2 separate regions of the Sus scrofa genome follow, and region 1 is linked to region 2. Evidence: chromatin contacts called from public HiChIP or PLAC-seq data. All regions are on one chromosome and are shown on one strand. Each heading gives the region's core, a stretch centred on a gene start, on an enhancer-like site or on the middle of the called end of the contact. The rest is flanking DNA. Distances are from core to core; before and after follow the strand shown.

The links. HiChIP or PLAC-seq counts read pairs in DNA pulled down with a chosen protein or histone mark.
Region 1: a contact with region 2 is called in an H3K27ac HiChIP or PLAC-seq map of alveolar macrophages. The contact joins two enhancer-like sites.

What each region holds. Positions count from the first base shown.
Region 1 is chr15:7,349,471-7,352,170 of Sscrofa11.1, reverse strand. No RefSeq gene overlaps it. Among named protein-coding and RNA genes, the nearest start is that of ZEB2, 150 kb to the left of the region's middle. Within about 2 kb of position 1,375, at least 1 of the 83 cell types and tissues checked has an H3K27ac peak or open chromatin away from gene starts, as enhancers often do. A contact at or near this core is called in alveolar macrophages, where this site is marked.
Region 2 is chr15:7,547,705-7,550,404 of Sscrofa11.1, reverse strand. All of the region lies in intron 2 of ZEB2 (zinc finger E-box-binding homeobox 2), which reads right to left. Among named protein-coding and RNA genes, the nearest start is that of ZEB2, 50 kb to the right of the region's middle. Within about 2 kb of position 1,419, at least 4 of the 83 cell types and tissues checked have an H3K27ac peak or open chromatin away from gene starts, as enhancers often do. A contact at or near this core is called in alveolar macrophages, where this site is marked.

The sequences.
Region 1 (2,700 bases), core at 126-2,625, 200 kb after region 2:
TAGCCTGAGAACCTCTCTATGCTGTGGGAGTGGCCCTAGAAAAGGCAAAAAGACAAAAAAAAAAAAAAGAAAAAAAAGAAAAAAAATACACCTTTAAGATAAAGAAAAATCTTAGAAGTAGTTGACCAAATCTTCAATATATGAGATATGAACAGTTTTAAGATTGCCATTGATAGCATTAAGTGTTAGATCTGGAAAAATAGAATTAAAACTAAAGATATTTTCAGTTGTGGCAAAACTTAAGAAGTATAGAGATATTATCTTTTACCTCATAAAAAAGAGGAAATGCTTTTTTAAGGAATTGCAAATATTTAAGATGTTATTAGCGTAGAAAAATCCCTGAGTGGGGCTGAAGCAGTCTCTTAAGTACGTACAGGATGACTAGTACTTCATCATTTCCAAAGTATTCTCTATTACATGACCTTAAGTCAATCTCATGACAGGCACGACAGGCAGAGATAATTATTAGCTCCATTTCCCACATATGAAGACTGTGTCTCAAGGAGGTTAGATCACTTGGCTGTTATTTCAGGGTTAGTAAGTACCTGGTCCATAGTTGGTGTTCGAACCCAGGTGTCTGTATGAAATATGAATAAGACTTACTGCTTAATTTAAACTACATTCTTATGTTTGTCACAAGTTGGATTTTCACAATTCTGTTGTTAATCCATTAGGACTGCTTTAGTGATGTACTTACTAACACAGAGTTAATCTTGGGCAAAGTGGTCAAATTCATATTAAGTATATTTTAGCTATCCATTGATGTGTAACAAATTATTCTAAAAGTTAGCAGCTTGAAACAAATTTATTGCTTACAATTTCAGTGGGTTAGGAGTTTGAGGATTGCTTAAGTACTTCTGTCTGAAAGGCTTCTCAGGGCTCTGGTTAAGGTGTTGGCCAGAGTTGTAGTCTTATCTAAAGGCTCAGCTGGGGGAGGATTAGCTTCTAAACTTACTTAGGTAGGTGTTTGCAGGATTCAGTTTCTGGGAGCTATTGGATTGAGGGCTTGATTTCCTTGCTAGCTGTTGGCCAGAGGCCTTCCTCAGTTCTTTATCACATGGACCTTTCCCCTGGGCAGCTCACAGTATGGCAGCCGACTTCCTTCAAAAAGAGCAGGGGAGAGAAAGAAAGAATGGACAGGAAAGGTGGAAGCCAGGGCTTTTTTGTAACTTCATTTTGGAAGTGACACCTCATCACTTCTACGGTGTTTCACTGATTCAAAATGAGCCCTCGGGCCAGCCCACTCTCTATGGGAGAGAATTACACAAGGACGTGAACATTAGGAGGCAGGAGCCGTTTTAGAGGGTGTCTACCATAATGGGTCCCGTGGCTTTCTCATGCATGAGGCCCTGCAGCTTGATCCAACTGCTTCTTCTCTCTATAAGGAAGCACAGATGATTTTCAGTATGTAATTTCATGGGCGTGCACCTATGTGCTCTAGGCTAATGCTCTTCTCACTTGCTCTTCCTACACTCACTCTTCAATTTCTCTTCTCCTTTCGCTCTTCCTTTCTTGCTTCCTCTACCCTCCTGCTTCTATCTCTACTTACTTCTCTTTCAGACTCCCTATTTTTCTCCTTCATTCTCATCTTTGTCAATAGTTGCCTTCCTTTCAAGAATCTGAGTCTTTTATATCTTTCATGCTTCTATGGCCGTTACTGCTTCTCTATCTGCTAATAAGGACCATGGAGAACCAGCAATTTTAGATGCTGGCTCTCAGGTTTCTAAATAAAGTGATTTAATTCAACTCTTGGGTCCAGTCTTTTTTCCACCTTCCTCTAGGAAGATGACACCATTATGAAGTGAGACAACATGCTTTTTCTAGAACATTGAAAATCTCATTTTAGAGAAAGGTGGGGTGGTGGCAGAGGATTTTTTTTTTCTACTTGTTCCTGCAGAATATCAAGACTCAAATACGTCTGGTATCCAGTCTTTTGTGTTTAATGTTAAATTCTTTAAAAACGTAAGATGTTGGTGATGATGATGATCACAATAAGGATGATAATGATAATGATGCAAAGTACACTATCACATCACCTAAAATGACCTGTTTCACTTTTTTTTTTTTTAGGAAATAAATGTATCCTAGTTTTATTTTAACCATTGTCCAAATGAAATGACTAATGGAAGTAGCCATCAGAGTAATTTTTCTCATAAGTTTCAATCATAGGAATACTTATTCATTTATTTATGTTTGTTTGTTTGTTTGCCTGTCTTCTGTTTACCTCCTGATGGCCAGGTTAGCAAATTTATCTCTGTTTCCAGTATCTAGCACTGTGTGAATCAATAAATGAATGTGGCACTATGTCAGAACTACTGTAGTTTGGGTAGGTTGGCTAATTCAGCTACTAAAGATAGGGTAGAAAATGGTTTTTCCAAATCATATGTGAAACTCAAAAAAATGTTAATGGTATTTAAACTTCAGCAATAGGAGTTGCTCTCAATGGAAAGGGACTAATTGACAAAGCAGAGAGCATATTTCACATTTAGGGATGATGTGCAGTAATTAGCCTGTTTGGGTCTAGGATGACTAATAGTGATTCCATGGGCTGTTTTATGATACTAAGCAAAGATTCTTGGGGCAAATCATGATTAGAATATGTTCAACCTGATGGCTTGTATGTTAAGCCCACTGGCACATAGTAAGCAGTTTCATTGCATGACCTGTTGGCTAGAAACATCAAAAGTAGAAGTCCAATTT
Region 2 (2,700 bases), core at 170-2,669:
TAGAGACTTCAAAAGGGAGTAGTTGGGAAGATTTCTGGGGGGAGTGGATCTGGCAAATGGAAAAAGAGGCACATCTGCCTATAGAGTGGCTGATCCAGGAGAGAGGAAAGGCCTGCCAGGAGAAAAAGCAAAGGAGGAGAATCAAAGGCAAGGAAATGTACAGCTGCAGAAGAAAGGAAGCTTGATTCTATTTGCGGAGGTAATGACACAAGGCCTCATACAGTTGGAACCATCCCAAACTGTCCTGCTTTGAGTGTCCCGTCCATGAGACATCTTGCAAAGTTGGAGACAAAAAGTAACTGTAACGACTGCATGTTGAGGTTTGAAAATAAAACAAATTCATCTAGATGTTTGAAAAATCCTTTCATTACAAGGCTGGTGTGTGGTTTAAATAGCAACTGCCCCTCCCCCTACCGGCCCCACCTTTCTTTCCTACGTGTTGGATGTTTCAGAACAGTGTTTGGTCAAAAATGAGCTCTGTTGGTGGGTGCTGAAAAATAGGAGTTTTATGGATAAAGTGAGGAATAGCCTTCTGATTCTCTTCTTTCATGAGATGAATGAAATACTTTGGTTTTTACTTGAGGAGCAGACACTTGAATCCCAGTAGTAGTAGAGTGTGTGTGTGTGTGTGTGTGTGTTTTACTGACGGTACAACAGGGAGTGAGGAGAAAAGGACAAGAACTAAACCCTTCAAGCAGCAGCAAGAAGGAGTGTAGGAGCCAGAACTGGGCTATGCCTCTAAAAATCACATCATACACTGGGGTGCTGTCTGAACCACTAGTGGACAACTGTCCTTACTCATATGGTGAAAGCTACTCATTCTTTAAGGCCAGCTCAAGCATGTCCTTTCGTACAGCTGTGCTGACTTGTTTAAAGAGAGGGTAGCTCAGTACCTCTTTATGCATAAGTGGCATCAAGCACTTACCTTGATCATCACTCGATTCATTCTATCAGTCACTCAACAAACATGGCTTTCTTGAATATGTATAGAACATTAAATATTTATTGAATATTGACTTTTTGAATATTTATAACACGCCAGGCTCTGATCCTGCCAAGCCGTTCCTTCTGACAAGGACCCCTGAGGCTTAGTGAGGACTCACCTTTGGACCCTTGGTGCTAAAGCAGTACCTGCATCTGGCAAGTAGCTACTATTACTTAAATACAATAATGAATTAATCGAATTTAAATAACTTCCCTGTTGACAGGTTTACAGTAAAATGCTTTGAATAGGTATAAGTTTTTTAAAAAAGATTTCTCCTATAGAAGTGTACTCCTCGAAATAAGTTTTTAAAATGTGGCAGTTCAGCTCCTGGTTTAACCACAATTGTAGTATAGGTAGCTTTCTCCTGGGCACGACCCATACACCAGCTAACACACAGCCTTTCCCAGAGCATGCTGTGTGAATCATCTTTGATGGACACAAATGCCATCAGTCAGTCCTGAACATTTCGCAAACACTGGCGAGACTGTCTGGTCTCGTGAGTGTCCACAGACTCCCTTTTAGACACTATTCATGCAATTCTACATCTACCCCCATAACAGGCTTTTTTTCTAACCCAATTTCCTTGACCTGTGTTTTCCTTCTAACCAGACTTCAGAGACAAAGGCAGAGCAGTAAATCATTTTCTTAGAAAAACACCATCAAGCTATTTTGGTCATTTGGGCTGTTATTTATACGCTATACCTGAAAAGTTACTCTGAGATGGGAGAGCTTACTAAATTATTTTTTTCTCATTAACATTATTACTTCAAAATGATCATTAATTTGCTCTTTGGGTTTCTAAGTAGGAAACATCAAAGAAAGGAAAGTTCTCCCTAATTTAACTTTTCTTGAAAGGTAGCTGATTTACAAACAAATTACTTGTGCCTTGTGAGGAAGAGCCAAACGTGTCTGTTCATTTGATACATTTTCAGGGGCTACGGTAGTGTGGAAATGAAGCCCTAAGAAGCTCCTGTGTGATCCACAAACAACTTCACGGTATATTACACGTGCATCAGATACAGAGCCCAAACCCTCTGACTTGCAAGCAACCTGCCACGCAGAAGCCTTGCTTGGCAATGCCTTAAACAGCTTATTTAAATTGCAAACTTTGCAGCATCCGTTTACAGGTGATTTTGAAAGTTGGTTGTATAAGCTAAACAGCTTCATCTCCAGACGTTGTTTCTTAAATCATCCCCACATCTCCTTTCAAAGGTACTATTTCATCTCTCTCTTAAAAGCTCATCACCTTTGCTAAGAAATTGCCTTACAGAGTAAAAATGTATCTAAAACATGCATGAAGCTTAAACAAATATTCCAACTTGAGGGCAAATAACATTAGAGACATGGCTAGGAATTTCCAGGATGAAGTTTTGCCTTGAATAGAAATCACTTGAGAAGCATTTTGAAGTCATAACTTTATAGTGTAAGATGATCAAAGCCAAGTATTAATACTTTTTTTTATCAGCTCACCTTCTAAACAATATTTCAGTAGATTTCCTTTCACACAGTGATATTTGTAATAAATGTTCTGCCTTTGTTTTAAAGTCAGTCCGTAGAAAGATGACATCAGCTTAGCAAACAATAAAGTGCCTGTAATATTGTCTCCAGAGGGCTGTTACATTTACTTTGTAGCAGTAAAATTCAATTTTCAAAAAACACTACATGAATGATGTTAGGTTATTAACCCTATCACCGCCGTAAAAATATAATCATTG